2 separate regions of the Gossypium hirsutum genome follow, and region 2 is linked to region 1. The links are chromatin contacts, called in public Hi-C maps. All regions are on one chromosome and are shown on one strand. Each heading gives the region's core, a stretch centred on a gene start, on an enhancer-like site or on the middle of the called end of the contact. The rest is flanking DNA. Distances are from core to core; before and after follow the strand shown. Region 1 has its middle 17 kb from the start of LOC107935283. Region 2 overlaps LOC107904174.

The links. A called contact is a pair of places that touch in the nucleus more often than the background predicts.
Region 2: a Hi-C map of leaf shows a contact between it and region 1, with 2.2 times the contacts expected there. The contact joins two enhancer-like sites. A contact is called at or near these places in 7 of 34 Hi-C or Micro-C datasets (leaf and petal).

The regions. Positions count from the first base shown.
Region 1 is chrD05:30,960,534-30,966,612 of Gossypium_hirsutum_v2.1, forward strand. No RefSeq gene overlaps it. Among protein-coding and RNA genes, the nearest start is that of LOC107935283, 17 kb to the left of the region's middle. Within about 2 kb of position 3,223, at least 5 of the 9 cell types and tissues checked have an H3K27ac peak or open chromatin away from gene starts, as enhancers often do. A contact at or near this core is called in leaf, where this site is marked.
Region 2 is chrD05:31,003,836-31,009,137 of Gossypium_hirsutum_v2.1, forward strand. LOC107904174 reads left to right here. Exons shown (of 15, transcript XR_001686148.2): 12 at 817-969; 13 at 1,074-1,155; 14 at 1,377-2,107; 15 at 2,395-2,873. Among protein-coding and RNA genes, the nearest start is that of LOC107904174, 9.9 kb to the left of the region's middle. Within about 2 kb of position 3,421, at least 3 of the 9 cell types and tissues checked have an H3K27ac peak or open chromatin away from gene starts, as enhancers often do. A contact at or near this core is called in leaf, where this site is marked.

The DNA.
Region 1 (6,079 bases), core at 1,973-4,472:
TAAATTGACGATTTTGGTCCACGAAATTTAGAAAAACGGGTTCGGGAGTCGGTTACGTACGAGGAAGGATTAGCACCCTCGTAACGCCCAAAATTGGTACCTAGTTGATTAATTAATGTCTTAGTGTCGAGCATTGAAAACTTTAAAGAGAATCGAAATACGGTCCTTGTATTAAAAACTTGTATAAATCAAATTATATGTTAAGACCATCTCATTTCAGAGCGAGAAAATGTCATACCCAATGAGTTAAGGCATGATATTTTACATCTTCAAAAATGAGCTTGTCTTTAAAAAACTCATGCAATAAAATTCAAAAGAATATTCAACTGTTTAAGTCAGATGAAGAAATCGCAGCCCAATACGTTAGGGCACAATTTCTCAAAATTCTAAACATTGAATATTGCCTTTATTATTTTTTAGAAAAATCATCATCTCGAGAAAACGTGTCATATCCAATACGTTAGGACATAACGTATTGAATTCCCGATAATAAGCTTTTTATTTATGTTTTTTTATTAAAGAGCATTCTCAATTATTTAGATTCAACGAAGAAAATTGGAACCCAATACGTTAGGGCTCAATCCTCTCGAAAATCCCAATATCAAGTATTGCCTTTATTTTTCAAAATTTTCTCTTTTTTATGAATTTCGGTAAAAATTAATGCAATGTTAAATTTGATATATGAATAAATGTCGCATTAATAAATGACAATTATGGATACGATAATGTGAGCATAAATAATACGAGCAGTAGCAATAAAATAAAATAAAATAAATAAAAGGACAAATCAATATCGTGCAAGATAACAAGTATATAAACAACTAAAATTAAAACATTCTCTCAAAATAATAATGAAAATGTAAATAAATAAATAAATAAAATGTAAAAATATAAAAAGATATATATATAAAAAATTATAAAATATAAAAATTATATATATAAGTTAAATTTTTTTTTAAAAATTTCATTCTTCAACCATTCCTAAAAAAAACACTAAAAACTCTCTCAAGCCCTCCTCCTTCCGATCTTTGCTCCGGCCGATGGCCACCGTGCCGGCCTTTGGTCGCCGGCGACGGCGCCGCCGTGTGCGGTGGCCGGAAAAAATAAAAATACCCCTTTTTGCTCATTTTTCTGAGTAAAGCCCCGATTTGGGGTTAAAAAAGTCCAAAGACCCTCTGAATTCAAAAACAATGAAGAAAAAAAAGAAAAAGTTAGGGACTTTCTGATTTTCCACTGCCGCCGGTAGGGCTTTCAGTGAACCCATTGGCTCAACCGCCCTTAAGACCGGAGAAAACCTCCGACTATGGCTTCCAAGGCAATAAAGTTCGCCCCTTTATTCATTTTTTATACTATTTGTTTATTTATTTCGAAATAAAAAATAAAATAAAATAAGGAAAACACCTCTTTTTTTTAATCTGTTTGAACCTTTTTTTTTATTTCCATCCTCCCCAAAAATTACATTCGGTTGTGGCTTTATAGCCAATATGACAATCCTTTCTTTCTCTTTTTCTTTTTTTAGCCATACACTGTTTGCTTTTTTGCTCTTGCGTGTTTTCTTCTTATTTGCAGAGGGATTGATGTTGATGGAGTAGGTGGCAGAGTTGGTGATTGCCAGAGGTGGTGGCAGCAGAAGGGTCAGAAGATGCGATGGCGGCAGAAGACCTAGGTGGCTAGGGTTTCTTCTTTTTCTTTTTTTCTTTTTTTTTTGATTTGGTGTTGGGCTGCTGTAGGGTTTAGTTGGGTATTGGGCTAAGTTTTGGGCTATTGTAATTACATTTGGGCTGGGTAATAGTTTGGGTTTGCTGTTTGGGTTTTTGGTCTCTGGTTGTTGGGCCCGGATAAAAATTAGTTATTACAAATGACATTCGATGCTTTTGGGGAATAATAAGCTAAATAGACTGGGTTGTAATAACATATTACAATGAACCAAACATGTGCATTGTAGTGGGCCCACTGACTCGGGCCTAAATGAATAGCTCATTCCATTCAACTAAATAGGCTGTTAAATAATAAGGCAGTAATAATTATTCTACCGTTTAACCCATTTAGTGAAGCAAACGTGATATTAAAGTTTTAAGTATTGGGATTTGAGTTTGAGTTTGGGTTTTTAAGTCAATGGACTTCTGGCACGTTTGGTTCATTGGAATGGAATATAATTATAATAAAATAGTTATTCTATAAGAATGAAATAGGACTGTAATAGAATTGAATAGGTATAACAATGGTTTGGTTGTATAGGATGGAATGAATATTGTAATAGTATTCATGTGTTTTGTTGAGAGGAAATGGATATAAAATAGCAAAAAAAAAAAACTTAAATGATGAATATGCCATTTAATAAATTAAATTGTGTTTTTATTTTTGTAAAAATATTAAAAACCCAACAACGTTAAATGCTAAAATGACAAATATACCCTTTAATTAAATTTAGTGATTATTTTATAATTTTTTAAAATTAAATGACCAAAATATAAATTTACTAATAGTTTAATGAATTTGGGTGTAGTTTACCTATAAAAACCCACCAAATACCCAAGCCCACTCGCACACCAAAATCCCAAAACCTACCAGCCATCATCACTTTCTTTCCCATTTGCAGTTCACGATAATTCTTTTCCTTTCACCCAAATTTCTCATCAATAATTGTTCTTAAAATTGCTTCATTCCAACATTTTTATTTTATCTAAAATGATAAAATATTTACCCTTCAATTCTTATCTACTTGTTATGCTTGGAAATTTTGGATTCCAAAAAAATTCACAGAGAGCAACTAACCATAGTTTTCTTTTTTGCCTTAAAAAGACCAAACAATAACAAAGATGAAGAAAGATGCAAGGTACTTACTTTGAAAATTTAAGCAGATTTAGTTCCTTTAGGTATTTCTATAGATGGGTTCTTGTTTCTTTTCTTTCTATTTTGTTTGAGTGTTTGAGATTGACATGATTGAGTCTCCTTTCTTAAAGATAAATGTTATAAAATTTTGTTATTTTTTTCTACTATGGCTTACTTGCTGCAATGTTCAAATTAAAACGTTGTTTTGTTGGATGATCACTTGGGATATGTTAATTGATTTTCTTTGTTTTATTTTAGAGTTTTAGATGATTTTCTGCATGAGTAAATTGGGTAAAAAAAAATCTATTCTGGGAATTACTGAATAACCCATTTAGAGGTGGGTGTATTGAATGGTGACTACAAGAGTCTACCGCTTGGCCCCGAATTAAGCTATTTGGTTAAATGTCCATTCAATCAACCAAACACTTGCTTCGTTGTGGCGGGTTGAATACACTTGGAATGACTTAGCAATTCAGGTGAACCAAACAGCCCATTAAGGTTTTGATTTAAAGATAATAGAGTTAGTTTTTATTTATAATTCTTTAACTATATTGATATATTTAAAAATTAATATTTTATCTTAGGAGCGTTCGATCGAATGGAGTGAAAAAATTTTGAGTTAATTGAGTTGACAAGTCCTATTTTATCATTTAACTCAATTTGAATTTTTTTTAAAATTAAATTTTTGTTACAGTATAACTAATTCCATGTTAGAGTACATAAATTTGAAACTATATATATTTGAAAACCTTTTCAAAGCAAAATAATAATAAAAAATAAGATACTTTAGTATGATAAACTTAAATTATTAATTAACTTATTTAGGTCCCAAAATTATTATTTTAAAAAATTTTAAAATTTTTAACTTTCTTAATATTCTTTAGAATTTTTTTTAAATTTTAATGATTTTTTAAAAAATATATAAATTTTGGAATTTTATAAATATTTTGATTTTTAAAAATTATTTTTATTTTACTTTTTTGTAATTTTTGTTGAGATAGAGACCAATTGGCTAATTTTCAAAATTGACAATGACCAAAGGGGTATTTACACCAATCTGTTATTCGAATTGTAAAAATCAACTCAACTCGAAATCAAAACTCAAATTACTTATTCAAATTGACTCGAAAAAATCAAATAAATTAAATAACTCAATTCAATTAACTCAAAATTTAAAAAGAAATTTCGATTTTTTCGAATCGAATCGAGTGTTATTCACCGCTCTTTTATCTATTAAAAAAATTAAAATTGGATTTAAGATGAAACCAAATGTTATTTTCAATTATTTTATTATACGTTAAAAACAAATGACTTCATACTTGTGTAACTCTTTTACTACACTGAAAATCAATATATATAACCAAGTTGGAATGGACCTAGATTGAAATTATTTTATTCAAAGCTGGCCCGAATAAAAATGTTACAATTTTTACGTAAACCTAATGTTTGCATATCATATTTTTATCCAAACTCTCGTATATTTCAAACTGAGAAATAACTAACCTTTAAACAGTTCTAGGATTACACAAATTTTTTAAAACTCAATATGAAACTAACATTTTAATGTTGTGTAAAAAGTTATATTAATATAAAATCTCTCAACTCCTGGTTATAATCAGGTTCGTTCTTAATATTTTTGGGCCCTAGGTAAAACAATAAAATGGGTTTTAGATTCCTTAAAAGTTAGAGAAAATTTTTTTTAGATCCTTTAAAAGTTAGTAAAAAAGGTTTTTGAACCCTTAAAAATTAAAAAAAGAACCCCTTAAAAACTAAAAAAATAATATTTTAGACCCATTTCAACCTTAGATCCTGGGCAGAGACCCCAAGGCTGGGCCTGATTATAACACCAAGAATACATGAATTGTCAAATTTATTATTTTATGTGGGAAGAAATTTGAAAGAGAGTAAATTATAGAGAGAAAGGTAAGTAAGTCAACGTTTTTCTCAACACCGCCTATTCCAGTAGGCCTAGCCCATTCGGATTGGCCTTGGATAAATTGATTTTCATTTTGTATCGGTCTGCCTTGAATTAAAATTTTAACACTAAAATTAATACATTTATTAAAATTTAATTATAAATATAAAATAAATTTTTTCAATATTTTAGTTTAGATAATAAAATTGACTGACTCAAATATAATAATAATAATAATAATAATAATAACAATACCATAAGCACCTCTACTTTAAATCTTACCAACAAAATTATTAATAAAAATAATTAAAATAGAGTACAGTTTGAAAAAGAAAAGTGATTAATAAAAAAAAGGAAAAAAACTAAAAATATATGATTTAAGCATACGCATTACAAAATTATGTATAAGTGTTTTGTCTTATAGTTAAGTTAGAAATGTTATAATGGTGCATTTGGAATGTATGTCTAACATAATAGAACCACCCAGTTAAGGGGGAAGTTGTGTCTTTATCTTTCTTTTCAATATTCCTTTTAATTTTATAAAAATTGAGTTGTTTATAGACATATACTTATATTTTTATTAATATGATAATAATTTTATATAATTAAAAAATAATTGTTTAAATAATTAAAACAGCATATTTCACTAATATGCTAATTGATTTTACAACAATTATTATATAAAAATATAAATATTGTATTATTACACAAATTAAATTATTTTCAATTTCAACTTAAAGGATAAATTTAAACCTAAAACCATATGTAGGGGTAGGGGTGTTCAAATTTCGGTTAAACTTGAATTAATCAACCGAACCAGTCTAATTCGGTTAATTGGTTGGTTAGTCGATCTAGTTCGGTTGGAGGTCGGTTAAAGATTTTTTGGAATTTTGGTTAATGGTTAATTCAGTTTGAAACCGGGTAATTAACCAAATTTAATAAATAATATTATATATTATATTATATGTATTAGGCTATTACTAATTCAGTTAATTCGGTCAAATGAACATTATCATTTTTTTATATGTTTTATACTTGTTTTAACAAAAAAAACCATATAAATTTTGATTAATCCGATTAACTAAAATATTTTGGTTCAGTTAATTTTTTTTGAAAAAATTTTGGTTCAGTTAACAGTTAAAAGATTAAAAAGCCCGATTAATTCAGTAAATACTAGTTTGGTTCGGTTAACCAATCGATTAATTGTTTGAACACCCCTAAGTAGGGGGTGGTGTCAGGAGAGGGGGAGATTGGTAGGGTGTAACACCCCTTACCCGTATTCAATACCGGAATAGGGTACGAGGCATTACCAAAACACATGCACTTGTAAAC
Region 2 (5,302 bases), core at 2,171-4,670, 44 kb after region 1:
AGGGAAATTCAATCAGGTGCACATAAAAGTGTGCCTAGGCACATGCCTAGTGTACCTAATGGAAAGGGCCTTCCCTGGAAGGGTCTGAGGTGATTTTGTTGAATAATGCGAAGGCACAAGGCAGGCACAGCTAGGTGCACGCCTTGACAGCACTGTTTTCTGTTTGTTGGGCCAAGATCAGGTTCAACGGGTGAGAAGATGCTCAAAGGGGATTGGCCGGGATTTGCTTCATGCCTGTTCTATTCAAAGCTCAACATTTGTTGTTTTTGAACTTGGCAGTCAGGTTTAATAGGCTTGAAGGTGAACATTGATATGAACCTTAGGAGAACCACACCTCAGAAGCTTAATTATTAGGATGGGAGAGCCTGGTTCCAAATAAACCTCACAAGAAAATCCTGTACTTTTTATGTGGGATTGAAGTCTCATACCTTGTAACTTGGTGCCTATTTGGGCTATGGCTTTGTGCTGCTTATTCTAACCCCAGGCAAACACTACTATTTCGGCATCACCATGTGGATTGCATGATTGCATTTGAGGGATATGATGGATAGCTCTGATGTCAATTGATTTGAACCTTAGGAGAACCACAATTTAGAAGTTAGATATTAGAATGGGATAGCTCAAGTCAGTAGAAACCCTAGATGGATTTCCCGTACATTCAAGGAGGCTGGATCTACATTGGTCAGTGACTTAGTTAATTCGACAAACAACTGCTTCTTTGTGATTTAACTTGCAATAGATTTGTGTGCGTAGTAGATGACTCTTGTTACTATATGAAAAGTATATGAGTGACTTTGATGCTTTAAATGCCTGCAGAACTGCTTTTGAAAATGCCTTCCGCAAGATGTACAACTTACCATTGGATATGGAAGCTCTTCCTCCCATGCCCCAAGATGAAGGTCACTGGTCTTCCTTGCACAGCTGGGTGATGCCAACCAAGTCCTTCTTGGAGTTTGTTATGTTTTCACGGTAATTTACTGAGTTTTCTAATTTTATTTAATCTTATCTCTCAAAATCCTTCTAGAGCACAGTACTGTGAGTGATGACTGGAAATCTAGATGATTCAACTGCAGGATGTTTGTTGATTCTCTCGATGCCTTGCAGTCCAATTCTAGTGAGGCTAATATGTGTTTGTTGGGTTCCACATATCTTGAGGTAAGCCCTTTTGTTCATACAAGGGATTTAAATAGCATTGCAACATGACATTATGGCCATTATTTTACTGTTTCGGCTCTGTCTGCCATTGATATTCACGGTAAATAATTCATTATGCCTGCAACAGCAGCAATTTAAATCCTTGTTCCTATAACATTTGTAGGTTCCAAAATTCCATTGAGAGTCTAATCTAATGTTGCTCTTCTCGGTTTATTTGGCAGAAAAAACAATGTTACTGTCGGGTACTGGAACTCTTGGTCAATGTTTGGGTTTACCATAGTGGGCGGAGGATGGTCTACATTGAGCCACACTCTGGTTTGCTTGAAGAGCAACATCCAGTTGAACAACGGAAAGAATTTATGTGGGCTAGATATTTTAACTTCACATTATTGAAGTCCATGGATGAAGATCTAGCTGAGGCTGCGGACGATGCTGACCATCCGAGGAAGGTGTGGTTGTGGCCATTGACCGGGGAAGTGCATTGGCAAGGAATTTATGAGAGGGAGAGGGAAGAAAGATACCGGTTGAAGATGGACAAAAAGAGGAAAACTAAAGAGAAATTATTGGAAAGGATGAGAAATGGGTATAGGCAGAGACCACTTGGATTATAGGATACTTAGAAGCTAATTCAGATGACCGTATTCTAAGTCTAACCTAGAAACACTGAACTCCTAACACGAATGCTGAACCCCTTTTTCTTTTCTCAACCCGGGAAGCCGGAAAAATGACTGCAGACAAGAGAAGGCGAGTTAAAATCTAACAGCTTTCAAGACATTCTATTCTTCCAATTCTTTTTTATCAAGTAAATTGCTTCCAAGAATCTGAGGGGAGACAAAAATAGCTTCCTGGTGTTTTTGTGGTTCGCTAGCGACTCAAGCTGATTTACAGAGGGATATCTCAGGAGACAGAGCATACCAGTTCCGGGATTTTGGTTAAGAGGGTGACAATTATGGTAATTCTTTTCCACCATACAAGAACATTCAATTTAATGATGCATCTCTTTTTCTTTTTTTTTTCCCTGTTTTAATCTTGTTTTCACAAAAAAAATTTGGATATTTCATAGGCAATGTTGATCAGAGTTATATAGTTTAGTTTCTGCCGAGTCTTTGCTTTATTATTATTATTATTATTATTATTAATTTCATTGATGATAGTTTTGATTAAGCAAATTTTATAATCGGATGTTTGAAGAAATAATTTTCCACCCTGAATTGATGTTCTGAAATTGGCGCCATGTAGGTTAGGGTGTAAACGAGACAGTGGTTCTTACTAGCTACGGGGTTCGGTATGAAAAATATTTGAATTAGTTTTGTTGAGCCGAGTTGAAGCTCGAGGAAAGCTGAGTTTAAAGGGCTTAATGCCTTGGTCGAGGTGGTTTGCAGATCTAGCCGGGCATTGGTTTTTAATATAATTTTAACTAGTATTGAAAAATCTTAGCTCGCACGTAAATATAAGAATTTTTATTGAATTTACTCGTAGGAGTTTGAAAAATATATATATTATTTTGAAATCAGGTTCTCAATGATTTGATTTGGGCTGATTTCTTTGCTTCTATCTGAACCCCATTATATCAATAATTAAGAGCAGGAAAAAAAAGAGAGCTTTGAATCATCTGTATTATTGGTAATTTAAGGGAGTAAATTTCCATATTCTGATGTAAATTAATGCAAAAAGATATAAACTTACATATTACTTAATGAGAAATAATTTTAAAAATAGATTTAAACAGTTTCATTTTTAATGGCATTTCATTATGTTGTTTGCTGTTTATAGGTTTCAAATATAAATAAAAGAAATGCAATATATTTAAGTTAAACACTATTCATTGGCTTACATTTTGTGATTATATATTTGAGGTAGTTTGATTTAAGTCATTGATGTCCTCTGATTTTTACTTTATTATTGTTCCTGTTTGATGAATGCTTTTAGGATTATTTGATTTTTACTCTATTCTTGTTATAAATTTTTCTCTTATTGTTTCCTCCTACAAATTTGACGTTTATTGGATATTTTTAGGTGGTTGGCAAAAAAGAAAAAAAGAAGGAATTTTTAGGAATGAATTTTTTAGATAAAGGGAGCATTTGGAGGACAAAAAGAATAAAAAAGAAACAATAGTCTAGCTTAATCTAAATAAAAAGTTAAACCTAATGTATAAAAAAAGTTGATACAAATATGTTATGAATAGTGATTGGAGTTTATAGGTGGGTCCAAACCTGGCCCGTATTAAACTTGTCCAAGGAACATCTGAATACTTCGATGACTTGCTTTATACAAATATATCCAAGAAAAGAAAATACATTTTTTATTAGGGAAGGATAGACCTGCCTAAGAGTATGGTAGTCCGTTCAGCTTGATTTGGGTAGAATTTGAATAATGATTTTTATACTTTGATTTGGTTCAGTTTAGTCCAATTTTAATTTAAATAATAACTATTTTTAAATTAAATTTTAATTATAAAAATATAAATAACAATTAAAATATGTTTATAATATTTTATTAATTTTTAATAATAAAACAAACTTTTTGGTTAAACGATTTTAAAATGGACTTGAATTTGAAAAATATTTTAGAATTAAACTTCAACCCAACCTAACATAGGGGTAAGCAAAACTCAATTCAACTCAAAAAAATCGAAAAAGAATTTGAATTTTTAGTTAAACGAATCGAGTTATTCGAGTCAACTCAATTTTTTTTTTGAATTTCAAGTTCGAATTCAGTTTAATTTTCAAAATCAAATAACTCGAATAATTCAAATAAATTAAATACTAAACTATAATATTTTACATTTTTACCCCAGGCTTTTTTACTTTTCCCCCAATACTTTTACTCCCTCCCACTTTCCCCCCAAAATTTTTACTCCTCTCTCATCTCACCCCCCATTTACCCCAAACCCATTTTCTCCCTAATTTTTTTTTGAATATTTTCCCCCCATTTACTTTCCCCCAAAATTTTACTCCCCCATCTCTCAACTTTTTATTTTCCCCCTAAATTTTTACTTTTCACCCTTTACCCCCAAATAAAAAATCATCCAAAAAACTCTAAACCTAAATAGTAATAATTTTATTTATATCTATTATTAATATTGTTAAATTAAATTTCACATTTTCTACTTTTTATATTATTGAATTGTTTAATCATATTAAATCTTTATAAATTCCTATTAAAATTGAATTATTGATGATGCCATAAAATATTCGTGTTAAAATGTTATGTTAATATCAATTTCACATTTTATCTTTAAGATAACTTTTATTAAAAAATTACATTTTTATATTTAATATTTTTTTAAATTTCAAAATACATAGTGACGAAAATCAAAAGATAATTAAAACAACCAACCAAGCAAATAAGCTAACCCATATATAAAATATTAATAAATAAATTATGAGGAGATGAAAGTTAATAATAAATTTGATTACAGTGAGTGATAGTGGTTACAAAGACCCAAAGTCATTTTTTAAAAAAAAATTTAACTCAAACAAATATATTCGATTCGACTCGATTCGAATTCCATATCGCTCGACTCAATTCAAGAAAATTTCAAATCGAGTTAGAATGATAAAATAGGATTCACTAACTCGATTAACCCAATTTTCATTCGATTCGATCGAACGCTCACCCCTAACCTAACTTATAAACACCTCTAAAAAATACATGTTACTGTTTCATACTTAAATCTACTAAAAGACTAAAAGTCGTTTTTGTCTCTTCATTTTTGAAATCAAATTATTTAGCACATTTTCAACTTCAAAACCCCTTTTTATATAAGCCTTGTATAAGTGAATCTCTACTAGGCCCTTTTATTATAGGAACCAGATTATATAATTTCTTTAATATTAAACAAATTAATTTAGTTCTTATATTAGTAAAAAGAATTGAATAAGTTAAATTTTAACAGAGTTAACATTTATTGTTTAAAAAAAACATGAAAAATATGTTCTTCATTTATAGTTTAACTCTCAACAAATTATTTTGAAAACTTTTATTAACAGTGTAGTTTACATGTCGTTTTTTAAACAACAAATGTTAGAATTTAATCTCATTTGGTTCCTTTTATTAATTTATGGATTAAATTGATTTATTTAATAATAAAAGTACTAATTTAATAAGAAGAACTTTACAAATATTTTCAGCTCTTAATATACTA